2 separate regions of the Rattus norvegicus genome follow, and region 2 is linked to region 1. Evidence: chromatin contacts called from public HiChIP or PLAC-seq data. All regions are on one chromosome and are shown on one strand. The core of a region is the stretch at or near the end of the contact, and the rest is flanking DNA. Distances in the headings are between cores, read along the strand shown. Region 1 overlaps Ptgis (prostaglandin I2 synthase). Region 2 holds the start of Slc9a8 (solute carrier family 9 member A8).

What was found. HiChIP or PLAC-seq counts read pairs in DNA pulled down with a chosen protein or histone mark.
Region 2: an H3K27ac HiChIP or PLAC-seq map of oligodendrocytes shows a contact between it and region 1, with 8 times the contacts expected there. The contact joins the promoter of Slc9a8 here to the enhancer-like site in region 1. A contact is called at or near these places in 9 of 12 Hi-C or Micro-C datasets (the A7r5 cell line, the Rat2 cell line, Schwann cells and 5 more) and 1 of 1 datasets of contacts at active chromatin or transcription factors (oligodendrocytes).

Annotation. Positions count from the first base shown.
Region 1 is chr3:176,359,300-176,365,344 of GRCr8, reverse strand. Ptgis (prostaglandin I2 synthase) reads left to right here. Exons shown (of 10, transcript NM_031557.2): 5 at 2,707-2,858. Among named protein-coding and RNA genes, the nearest start is that of Ptgis, 21 kb to the left of the region's middle. Within about 2 kb of position 1,759, at least 5 of the 93 cell types and tissues checked have an H3K27ac peak or open chromatin away from gene starts, as enhancers often do.
Region 2 is chr3:176,565,866-176,572,794 of GRCr8, reverse strand. Slc9a8 (solute carrier family 9 member A8) reads right to left here and starts at 5,670. Exons shown (of 16, transcript NM_001025281.2): 1 at 5,630-5,670; 2 at 2,696-2,874. The coding sequence starts at 5,640.

The DNA of each region.
Region 1 (6,045 bases), core at 510-3,009:
ACCCATGACCACCAGCCCAGGGATGGCACCATCACAAGGAGCTGGGCCCTCCCCACTTAATCACTTATTGAGAAAATGCCTTACAGCTGGCTCTCATGGAGGCATTTCCTCAAGGGAGGCTCCTCTGTGACAACCCCAGCATGTGTCAAGTTGACACACAAAAGCAGCCAGCACAGTCCCCTAGGTGGGCATCCTGGCATCTGGCTCTCATCAGCTAGCAATGATGCTTAGAAGACCAACAAGGGAGCTCGACCTGAGGTCAGACCTCATAACTGTAGTAAAAACAGTGCAGCAAAGTGCAACTCCTTCAGCTGTGCAGCATCCTCAGTGGTCCCCCAGGACACAGCAGGGGACATAGCAGATGAGTTCCTTATGCCTGAGAGGGCAGCGATCCAGAGATGGGACATCTGGGGGCTTTCAGCCTCAATGCTAAGGTTTAACCGCAGGGCTGTGGGGCACCTGCAGTGTGAAGACTTTGGTGGGGAAGCAGCAAGTGCTAAGCCCTGGAGTGGCAAGAAGCTGGGTGAAGGGGCCAGGGCGGCTAGAACAAAGCAGGGAAGTGGCAGGGAGAACAGGTAGAGATATCTGCAGAAGCCGGCCTCACAGCCGGGTGGAAGGCTTTGGAATGTAGGCTCAGCTGGATGGTGGTGACCTTTAGGGACCCACAAAGGGGCCCCGATACAATCTGATTTGTGTCTATGCAGAGGACTCTGTAGGCGAGACCCAGGCAAGGGGACCCACCAGGACATCCGTGGGTCATAGCAATAGCCTGGACCGAGGAGAGGGCAAGAATACAAGGTTGGCAGGAAGGTTTTTAACAGGAGGGAGAGTTGGGAGACTGTACCTCAATGGTCAGTAGCACCGACCCAAAACAACAACAAAAGACACTTTATTCATAGAAGTTGAGAGAGACACACGTGCGTTCCGATAAGAGGCAACCATTCATTTGTTGTCATGGGTGCATGTGTGTACACAGGTGCCATCACATCTGTTTGGACTGGGTGGGTAAACTCACTTCATGCTCCCTGAGGTGGTAATTTACAGACCCACTAGTTAGATGGGAAAACTCACCCAGGGTCCCTGTCAGGGTGGTAGGTGGCTGCTCTCAGCATCCCTTCCGTGAGACACAGCCTTTTTGTTTGGCACAGTTCACACACACAGTAGGGCTATACTGGTCTGCATGCTGCTGGCTCCCCTGTTGTTTAGGATGAGAACTGATCTAGCAAGGGACAGCAGAACCTTGTCCCTGACTGGCAAGTTCTCAGCAGGGTGACACTCAGGTGTCCTGGCTTCTGTCACCCTGCATCTTCCTGTGGAACAGCAAGGAGATACGGGGGGTGGGGGTGGGGGGGGGCTTAGGCAGGGGCACCAGTTGGCACCAGCATAGGGAGTCCCACAGGGTCTAGGCCTGGCCTGAGTTTCTACCTCCACCAGGCTTGGTGTGCTGAGGCATTGCAGTTACCTGAACAATGAAAGTGCGTAAGATTCAGAAAGGCAGATACGAGGTGATGGTCCCTGTGCCCCAACTTCCCGAACCTTCCAACGTGTCCTGTGGTGCCTGGCCTTCCTTCAAAGTGGTATCCTAAGTTCCACTCTGGCTCCCTTGACTCCGAGGCAACTCACTTCACCCTGAGCAGAGGGCTCCTCTCCAGGGCGGTTCAGTTGGGTTTCCGACTGGAAAAGCTTGCTACATAGTCTCTAGGCCACTAACTCTGCATCTCCCAAGAGCTGTGGGCTTCGGCAGCTCCATTTTAGTTTATGGCACCGAGCGCCACCTAGTGGCCATCTGGGTCCACATACACTTGTAGGCTATGTGTTCCCTATGTCTGCCCAGAGTTAGGGAGGAAAACATGAGAACCTTTCAGGCTGAGGATGAGGATGGGGAAGGCTGAGCTTGGCCTCTGAGCCCTAACTTTTCCTAGGCGAAGCTGGCTTCCTGTCAGCCCAGAGGAGAGAGCAGGTGTGGGCCTCCTACCTGGAGAGTTTGTTTCCAGCACAGACACTGGGCTGGGCTGGAGAGGGGAGTGGGGTGCAGGTGGGGTTGTGATGGTGACATGGATGGCTCCTGGTAGACAGACTTATGATGGCCTGTCACCAGAGTCCTCAGGAGTGTGTTGTATTTATATATCGATCTTTCCAGTCACTCTACCACCCACCCACACCACTCACATCCATTCATCCACCCATCAACCTGTCCACCGTCCGACTTAACCTCCATCTACCCATCTATCCACCCACCCATCCACCTCTGTGAACCCACTCATTCACCCACGAATCTACCCACCCAGCCACTCACTATTGCTCCATAGACATGCCTACCCACCATCATTGACCCAGCATCCATTGCGGGCCTACTGCTGCAGGCACGGTGTGAGTGAGGCTCAGGGTGAGGGCTACACGTGCTTCTCTCAGTCTCCCCGCTCCCCTCTCCTTCCTGTTTCTCCCTCTCCCTGCTTGGAAAAACCCTCTCCTGGGAGACCCAAGGCTGGGGGAGCTTAGGAAGGTGACGTGGTGTTCTGCTCCACTCTGTTGCTGTGATAAAACACTCCCACTAAAAGCAACTTGGGAAACAAAGGGTTTACTTCATCATACATTTTCAGGTCACACAACATCTCTGAGGGAAATAGGCAGGGTAGGAACTGAAGAGGGGAAACTGAGGCAGGGTAGGAACTGAAGACAGGACCTGACTTGTTGCTGTCACCCCAGCGCTGGCTACCTGACCCTGTATGGAGTGGAGGCCTCACCACGCACCCACGAGAGTCAGGCCCTCGACCGTGACCACTCAGCCGACGTTTTCCGCACCTTCCGCCAGCTGGATCTGATGCTCCCCAAACTGGCTCGAGGCTCCTTGTCAGTGGGTAAGCATCGTGATGTCACAGCAGAAATGGATGATTGCTCATGGCACTTCAATAAGTGTGTTACAGTTTTCCTCGTTCCTGGCTAGCTACCAAATAATTGAGATCGGATCACTATATTTATTTAACATGCATTAATAAGGGCACAACAACTGAACAGTTACTACTCTGCTTTAATCTTTTATGCTGATCTGGCTAAGATACTGGCAGGTTTGGCTTTCTCATCCTCTCTCCTGGATCTCTTTCCTGGGCTGAATCCCTTTCCCTAGCTGACAGGAAGTTCCGCCCTATTCTCTCTCCTGCTCAGTCATTGGCTGTTAAGCTCTCTTTATTGACATGTCAGGAAACAATTGAGGAGCTGGTGTTTACATAAGATTGAGGCAGGAGGTTTTCTGGATTAGGATTGCAAGGGAGACAGAAATGAGCACTTGAATCTTCACACTGTGCACAAGAACACTGTGCCTAGGTGGTGCGTCCCATGCACGGCAGACTGGATGGTCTTTCCCTACAAAGCAACAGCAGCCATGCTGGGTAGAGCAGGCCTTTAGCCCCAGCACTCTAGAGGCAGAGGCAGGTGGATCTCTGTGAGTTTGAGGCCAGCCTGGTCTATATAGCAAACTCCAGGACAGCCTGGGCTACTACATAGTGAGACTCTGTCTCAAACAACCAAAAATTAACCAATTAATTAGTTAGTTAACATTAAAGAAGCAGCGAAAACCTTGTGATAAAATATCCAAGGAAATGGACTGGAGGGATGGCTCAGCGGTTTAAGAGCATTGACTGCTCTTCCAGAGGTCCTGAGTTCAATTCCCAGCAACCGCATGGTGGCTCACAACCATCTGTAATGGGATCTGATGCCCTCTTCTGGTGTGTCTGAAGACAGCTACAGTGTTGTATTCAAATAAAGTGTTTAAAAAAAAAATCCAAGGAAAACACTAAAGATGGAAGGATGTGTTTTGGCTCCCGGTTTCAGAGGTGTCGATCCACAGCCACCTGACTCCATTGCTGTGGTATATCTGAACTTGATGCGGGCAGAGCCCTCAGTAGGAGCACTCAGCAGAGGAGGCTGCGACCTCGTGGCAGCCAGGAAGTGGAGAAAACTGGAAGAAGGGTCTGGGGATAAGATACACCGTTCAAAAGCACATTCCCGTGATCTGCTGCCTCAAGCACCCCATCCCCAGTAGCCCTTTCCAGCCGTAAGCTCATCTGGTCGTTAATCCACCTATGTAGCTGGTTCCCTCACAGCCCAGCTGTGTCTCCAGGACGCCACCAGCTGGGAACCAAATCTTCAGTACATGAGCCTGTTGGAGACACATTTCATATCCAGAACGTTGCAGTCCATTTGGATTCAGAGCTCTTGAGACTGAGCCAAGTGCACGTTTGACAGGAACTATGAGGAGGAGGGGACATAACAGACTCTGGGCTCTACCTCCTCAGATCTCTGTGGTGTTACTGTGTCCAATGGGAAGGACAACAGTGTCATCCTAGGTGTCCTTAGGCTCCGCTGAGGCCATGGATAGCATCATTGCTTGCTGAGGACTTAACCTTGTTCTGAGTGTCAACCAGGCCGAGTATGGACACATCTGAGAGACACCCTATCATTTTAAAATGTCTTTTCTCCCTGCTTCACTTCGCTCTTTCGAAACAGGGTCTCTGTAGACCAGGCTGGTCCTTAAATTTAGGATCCTCCTATCTCAGTCTCCCAAGAACTAAGATTACAGGTGTTCATGTCCATTGAGCAATTCACACACCTACCCAAAGATCTGCCAGACCCTAGGGCTGTCACCTCTCTTCCCGTTGGTTTGCCAGCCTGCTGGGCAGAGGCTGTAGCTTCCTCTTGTCACAGCATTGTCAGATGCAAGTCATGAACCTGGAGGGCGGAAAAGAGCATACGCATCCCACCCACCTCCCCGCCTCACCTGTTGAGCGATGGTTTGGCTTCTCCGGCCTCTGCAAGCCCTCTCTGTGAGCTGTGCAGACATTGTACAGACATTGTTCACTGTCTGATGCAGTCCCCTGGGGTCTGAGGCTCGCACGGGTGAAATCACTCGTCACAGGAGAAGCAGGTAGGTGGCAGAGTAGGCAACAGGCACACTTTGTCTGATTCCGAAATCCAATGTGTTAAACATATGTCCCAACGCAGCACCAGTTGCTTCTCCAGAAAAAAAAGTTTCTACACTCTTCCTCCTTCCAAGGGATGCAGAGGACGCATCCGTGAAAGGCTGTTTCCCAATGTGAGCAGGAGGTGGCAGTGTTGGACAGTTGCTCTCCGGTGGACTCAAGCAGTTCCCAGACCTGGTGGGTGCGGTATAAACAGAAAGACCAACCGGCAAAACCCTACCAAAAATATCAAATGTACATCTTTTCCTCCCACGGTGCCTCTTCCAGGCAATGATCCCACAGAAGTGCTCACATGTAGTGGCCGGTAAGACCACTCAATGGCCACACTGTGACTGAAGAGCTAGAACTGAACTGTGCCAGAGTAGGGGCTGACTAACGGACACAATGTGTGAGAACATCATATGACATCAGCTCCCAAACCTGTGGAAGTGAAAGGGGTGAAACCCACGGTGGCTGGAGATCAAGGTGGGGAACACTGGCCAGACCTTCCACCTCAATCCAGATGTGGTAGCCATATGCTTGGATTTTTGCCTTTAACAATTGAGATGAAGCAAAGAGTTCCTTACAGCACCAGGAACTATAGGCAGGCAAACAGACAGACAGGCAAGCAGGCAGACAGACAGACAGACACAAGAGCACCTAGATTATCAACCTCCCCTCCCCCCAATTTGGTTTTTCAAGACAAGGTTTCTCTGTATAGCTCTGGCTATTCTGAAACTCGCTCTGTAGACCAGGCTAGCCTCGAACTCACAGAGATCTAACTGCCTGCCTTTACTTCCCAAGCGCTGGGATTAAAGGCATGCACCACTACACCTAGCCTGGATTATCAGTTTCGTTAGAAAATGAGGTATGTGCCTGGGTGAAGCCACTTGCTTTGTGGCGTCTGAGGGTGTATTGGGGCGGCCTGGAGATCTCCTCTCTCTTCAGATCTACTTAGCCTCCTCCTCTGTGGGATCTTCCTCTGCTGACCTTACCTCTCTGCTCTAGAGGTGTTTGAGTGGAGACCCCAAATCTGTGTCCTGACCATGGCCAGTGAGGCTCTTTCTGGGATGCTAAGCCTCTGCCTTTC
Region 2 (6,929 bases), core at 4,421-6,920, 200 kb before region 1:
CTCCAAGGCCGTTAGTTTTATTTTATTTTTTCTACATTAACGAGGCCAGCAGCAGCCTTCAGGATATTTTGGATCAGGGTGGATTTTGTATGATGATTTCTGCCATGAGAGTGAAAGTAGCAGATGAAGACAGAACTGTGAGCAAGGTCCACGGAGAAGAGGACTGAAAATGACCTACGTTTGATGATTAGTTTTTAAATTCCCCAAGTTATAAAAGTCACTCGAGTGCTGGCTAGTCTCAGGTCACCTTGACACACAAACTAGAGGTATCTGGAATGAGGGAGTCTCAGCTGAGAAGAGGCCTCCATCACTTCTGGCTGTATGGTGTTTCCCTCACTGTTACTCATGGAATAGAGCTCAGCCCATGGTGAGTGGTACCATCCCTGGGCTGGCGGTTCTGGCTTTCCTCAGGAGCCTATGAAACAGTTTTCAGTTCCCAGAAGGAGTTATTTCCCTTGCCTCTGGCAGAAGGGACACATGGCGCTCCACTGACGTACACCTAAGGTTTTCTGGTTTTCTATCGCAGTCCAGGCCTTCCTTCTGGCCCTTCCTTCCCTGCAGGTACTCCTCCACTCCCTTTCCTCTCTGGCAGATAGCCTAGCCGTCCAGACCTCTGCTCTGGGCTCCTGCAGATGTCCTAAGGGAGCAGCCACGTCAGCGGTTTCTTTACTAAACCCTCATACACAGGGTCCAAGACCCCATGGTAAGCCAAATTCAAGTTACACACACTGAAGGAAAACTATATCCTCGTGTTTTTATTGGCAAGTTGAATGGCTTTGTTTAATTTTTAAGTGGGGATGGGGAGTATGTGCCATGGCAGGCAAGTGGAGGCCAGAAGACTGGGTCTTTCCTTCCTCTCTGTGGGTCCCGGGGATTGAACTCAGATCGTAAGGCTTGGCGGCAAGTGCCTTTGCCTACTGAGCCTTTCTACTGGCCTCTGGCTCAGGTCTCTGAGAGAAGAGTTGCACTTTGTCGCCAAGGCTGGCTGCCTGCCCTGGTCTCTCTAATGATGGATGGTGTCATAGGCCTGGGGCTTTCCTGCCCACTATAAAACCAGCTTTTCATTTACTCCTGGGAAGAAAAATAAAAGTAGAAAAGCAACAGCCACATTGTTTGAAGGTGTGGAACTCACTAAACAGACAGGGTTTGTGCCTTTGTGCCAGACAGGGTTAACTGTCCTGATTCACTGTTCCCTGTGGAGTGGGAGCTCAGCAAGGGTTAAATGAAAGATTAAGGTGAAGCCTTCCTCCTGAGCCAAGGGACATGCTGAACTGCTGTCAAGATCTCATAGCACCAGGGTACAACTCCATTGTCCTTACTCACAGAATGAAAGCAAGGGGGTGTGTGCTGCATGGGCACGCCTGTCAGCCTCTGGCAGAGCCACCAGACAGCACGCTAACATTTAGTCAACACCCTCAAAGAAAACCTCAAACATTAAAGAAATGTAAACCTGATAAAGACCTAGTGTTCTAGGGCTGTAACAAAAGACAGGTATGGTGGCATCAGCCTACCCTCCTGAGCCAACATGGGAAGGAGAGGCCGACCTGACTACAAAGTGAGACCGTCTCAGAAAAACAAAAGATCAGTCAATTAACCAACCAGTCATCACTATGGTGTTCAACTCTTTGACCATTTACTCTAGCCTGAATATAAATGTGACTAAAACAATTTTTATTGTCTTCAAAAGCTAATTCTGACAGACATCAGAGAGATACTCAAACAGGCCATGATGGTACACTCCTGCCGTCTAAGCAATGGGAAGACAGAGGCAAGAGAATCAAAATTCAACCCTAACCCTAACCCTAACCCTACCAAGACTGAGGCCAGTCTGGGCTACAAGAGACATTGTCTCAAGAAAGGAAATACTCAAAACCCAGTTCTGCCTTCTGCTCTCCTAGAAAGATGACTCTGGTATTACCAAAGAAAAGCAGGTAGTAAATAAGGCCAGGGTGGCAGTACCTGCTCAGAATCCCAGCACACTGGAGGCTAACTGCTACTTAATGAGTTCAGAGCCAGCCTGAGCATCCTAAGACCTTGTCTCAACTGCAGACCAGTAAATGTGGTAGCTTTTACTGTCCGATGAAGCACAGACTTCAGACACATACAAAAAGCTTTTTACCCTTAGATAACCTGAAGTGATTATGTGGCTTCAGCTGCATTTTAAAAACTGTGTGTATAGGTAGATGCTTGTGAAGGCCTGGAGCTCACTGATCCAGAAGACTGACTGGTCACTGGATCCACAGGATCTTCCTGCCGCTGCCAACCCAGCAATGGGATTATGAGACAGCACACCCTCTAAAAGCTCTTTCTTAGCCAGGCGGTAGTGGTACACAGCTTTAATCCCAGGAAATGGGAGGCAGAGGCAGGTGGATCTCTGTGAGTTTAAGACCAGCCTGGTCTACAGAGTGAGTTCCATGCCTATCAGGGCTGAACTTAAGAGAAATGCTGTCTTTAAAAAAAAAAAAATTTCTTCTTTTAAAAGCTAAAAAGAAGGGGTTGGGGATTTAGCTCAGTGGTAGAGCGCTTGCCTAGGAAGCGCAAGGCCCTGGGTTTGGTCCCCAGCTCCGAAAAAAAGAACCAAAAAAAAAAAAAAAAAAAGCTAAAAAGCTAAGACATTGCTTTGTGGAACTGCTAGGCCTGACTTCAGGAAGCAAAGGAAGCTTTAATGTGTTACAGACACCTCTGGCTTATTCACCTAGGACGAGAAGGCTGAAGAAAATGGTCATGCCACTTGACTGCTCCTCCTGCTGGGCCTGCTCTCCTGTCTGCACCGGAAGAATAGGCTTGGCTGGTGTTGGCAGCACCAGCTTCGTGGTGACACCCAAAGTGGTGTGAAGGGTGAAGTTGAAGCTCTCATGGGTCGTGTTGGAGAACCTGTTGGAGATATACAAGTAGCATTCAGATAAAGAGGGTCAAGGAATCAAACACTTGACTGAAAGACAATTCTGCAAAGCTCTCATGGTGTAAACAGCAGACAGGCCTTGAAGAGGTATTCCTCCCTACACAATACACCAGTGACTTCTATCATCTGTGACTGTGGCCATCCATCCAGAGGTCAGGAAGAAAGGGGTCAGGACTATGGAGAAAGAGTTATAAAGGGTAGAGGGATGCAACTCAGCTGGTAGTACCTGTAAGAAGCCCTGGGTTTGATCTTCTATATTGTATAAACCAGTTGTGTGGCTCAGGCCTAGAATCCCAGCACCCAGGAGGAAGAGGAGAAGGATCAAGAGTCCAAGGGCGGGGTTGGGGATTTAGCTCAGTGGTAGAGCGCTTGGCCATGGGTTCGGTCCCCAGCTCCGAAAAATAGAAAAAAAAAAAGAGTCCGAGGGCATTTTCCACTCTGACACCAGCTTGGGCTACATGTTAGCATAAGCTAACAGAACAAAAACATAAAGCCTGAGGTTATGTACAGTTGGTTAGGCAAGAGGATCACAAATTCAAAGCTTGCAGGGCCTAGTGAGTTAAATGCCAGCCTAGGTCTAACTTAGTGGCCCTGACTCAAATATAAAGTAAAAGAGGTGGGCACAGTGGCACATGCCTTAATCCCAACAAGTTTGCAGCCTATCAATGTAGAGCTCCAGAGCTGCACAGAGAAACCTTGTCTCGCATAAAAGAACGAATAGAGCACCTGCCTAGCACTCAGCAGACTCTAGAGGTAATTGCCAATAGGTCCCTTTTCCCCACCAAAAACAACAAAAAGAGAAAGGCAGGGGTAGTAGTGGTGGTGCATCTCTTTAGCCCCAGTACTCAGAAAACAAAGGCAGGCAGATCTCTTTGAGCTGGAGGCCAGCAGAGCAAGTTCCAGGACAGACAGTTCTACACAGAAAAACCTTGCCTGGGTTGAGGGGAGAAGGATGCTGTGTGTCCATACCTGTAATACCTGAATTTGGGAGACAGATGCAGGAAAGCTAAGAGTTCAAGACCAAGGCCCCCCGGGCCTACATAGTGATGCACAGTGAGTTCAAGAGCAGTTTTGTGGGCTACATGAGCCTGTCTGGAAAGAAAACAACAAGGGCTGGAGAGATGACTCAGTGGTTAAGAGCTCTGACTGCTCTTCCAGAGGTTCAATTCCCAGCAACCACATAGTGGCTCACAACCATCTGTAATGGGATCTGATGCCCTCTTCTGGTGTGTCTGAAGACAGCTACAGTGTACTCATACACATAAAATAAATAAATCTTAAAAAAAAAAAACAAAAGAAAGAAAACAAAACAAAAGCAAATTCCTAGGGTAGAACTGGAGTCTCTCCACAATTTTCTTGAATTTTGGATGTAGTGTGAGTGTGTTTGACTAAACTATGGATTGAACTCAGGACCTTAGGCATGGCGGGCAAAGGCGAGAGCAGTCAGATTCCAGCCCTACTGGGATTACGTCCATAAACTGAAGTAGTCAGCTGAATCTACCCAGTTATACCCAGAATGCCCTAACCTACCCTACCAAACCCTTCCTGAGTCTCAAAAGGCCAGGTTGCTGCTCTGGGACACACACACTTCCGTCCTTGTTGTCAAGGTGAGGTCTGTAAACTAGGATAGTAGTGACAGGGTTGTGACCATCGAGCATTGCTTCTCTCCAGACTACAGACCAGACCACCACCTTACGAGCCCATAATCTGACCAAGCTGCAAACCCACACCTCAAACCATTTGGCTCTATATTAACCTTTGTCTTGTACTGCTGAGGCCTACCTTAGTGTCTGTGACAGCACGGGTACATAACAAAGGAGTTAATACTTGGTACCTGAGTGGCCAAGTGCTACCTGAAGTGCTCCCGGTAAAAGTTCAGCATCAGTTATGGGGTTCCTTGTTCATTTTCTGGGACTCATTTCAAAGAGAGAATTTGTATAACAGTAGCACATCTCCAAAAAGACCTGGAGTGAACCTCATTTTGTCAGTTGCTCTGGACACTGTACACCACTTGCCACTCTGAAGTACTCACTCTTTCCCTTCTCTTTCCTGGCAGTACTAGGGACTGAACTGGGGACCCTGCGCTACAGCCCAGCATCAGCCCCTTCTTGGTTCGGATCTTTTTTAACAGGTCACCTTCCCCATCTCTCCTATAAGGTTTCAAGTTTCCGACCAGAAGACGTCTTTTTACCCCCTAGGGTGGACTTCTTGTCCCTCATGCTATTCCATTTCCTTCCAAACATTTGGCAGGGTCTGAAAACGCCCTGTCTACACAGTCTCCTACTAGAGCATCATGGCGGCTCCCTGTGGGCGGCTCCTGATTCCCAAGGCCGAGAGAAACGGTCTACCAGTAGTTAATGAATGAAAGAAACCTGCTAGGGACAGACAAAAACAATTGGAGGTTGCTGATGGTTACGGGGGATGCCAGTGGCTGATTGTGGCAATGGGAGAACTTCCGTGAGAAAGAGCAGGAGGCTGGAAATCCTCAGATAACCGGAAACTGAAAGAGGGAATGACGTTCGTGGCTTCCAGGCTACGTATACTACAGGCCTGTGCGTGGTGATCGATATCAGACCTCCGGGAGGCCGCAGGACCCGAGACCTCATCCCGCCCCGCCCTGCCAACCCCAGCTCCGTGGGCCCGCGCCACTCCACCCGGGCGTCCAAGGCCCGCTGTCGCCCGCCGGCCCGGCCCTGCCGCCTCCGCTACCCGAAGCAGCGAACTCACTCCTCCGCCATCTTCACCCCAGTCCTGCGAGCTTCGGAGACTATAGAGTTCGGCGCCGCAGGGCTAGCTGGGCCTGCGGCTGCTTCCGGTTTCCGCTGCGGGCAGGGGCGGGGCTTGGCCTCCCGGGGTGGCCCTCTGCCCCGTCCTTTTGGTGGCTGGAGAATTGGATGACTTCGGGGACTTTCTGTAGGCTTTTTCCGGCCAGGCCAGGCGACGATCTGCCCTCAGGACAGTACGACTTTTTCCGGTCCCTGGCAAGGATTTGGGGGAAACTTTTGAGATCCTGGTGACTCAGCTGTGATTGGAAAGCGGTCCTTACCGCGTGGAAATCACGGGGGTAAAAATGGGGGGAAGAGGTGTCTGGGCGTCCAGGGAGGCTGTGCGGAGGGAGTCTGGAGGCATTCGAGTCAGCTTCAGTTTTCCCAGCTTTGGGAAGAGTAGGCAGAGGGCAAACGCTAGACAGTGTACTCCTAGTATAAACGTTGAGAACTAGGAATACAGAGGTTTACCAGTTGGTGTGTTATATGTGAAAATGAGATCCAGGACAACTTGAGTTCATTCTCGCCTTACACTGTGTGGATCCTTGGCATTGAACTCTGGTAGTAAAGATTGGCGGCACCGCCTTTAATCATTGAGCTATCTTGGCACCCCAACAGATTCTTTTTAACCTGTATGTGGCGATTACACTAGGAAGTCCGAGGTTATCAGATGTCTTCCTTATTCATGCTCCACTTTAATTTATGAGACACAGAACCTGAAACTGGGGACATGCCATAGTGGCTAGCCAACAACTTCCAGGGATACTCCCTTCTCAGTCTCCCTATCCCTACGGTTACAGATGCCAGCAGCCATCCCTGGCTTTTATGTGGATAATGGGAATACTAACTGAGGTCCTGGGCTTTCAACACTTGAACAGTCTTTACTATTACTTAAAACTGGCCTGAAACTGCTGAGGTCTTCATGGAACTTTCTGGGTGTGCTCCGGGGCCCCTCAACCCTAGGTAGTTCTTTCCCCCTTTAATAAAGCTTAAAAGATAGTAATAAATGATTGCTCTGTCACTTTCCCAGAAAATGATCCTTCTCTCTCAGCATCTTGAGTAGTTGGGACTAGAGGGTGAGAGATACCCCGCTCCATCCCCATTCAGGTATCTGTCTACTTCTGTTCAGGGATGGAACTAAGAGCAACACATGGAAGGCAGGTATCCTTCTGCTGAGCTAACATGCCCAAATTCTCTATAGAGACCTATTGTATGCTGAGATGTACTTTGTGGGGTTGAGGCTATACAAAGGAACAAGGAAA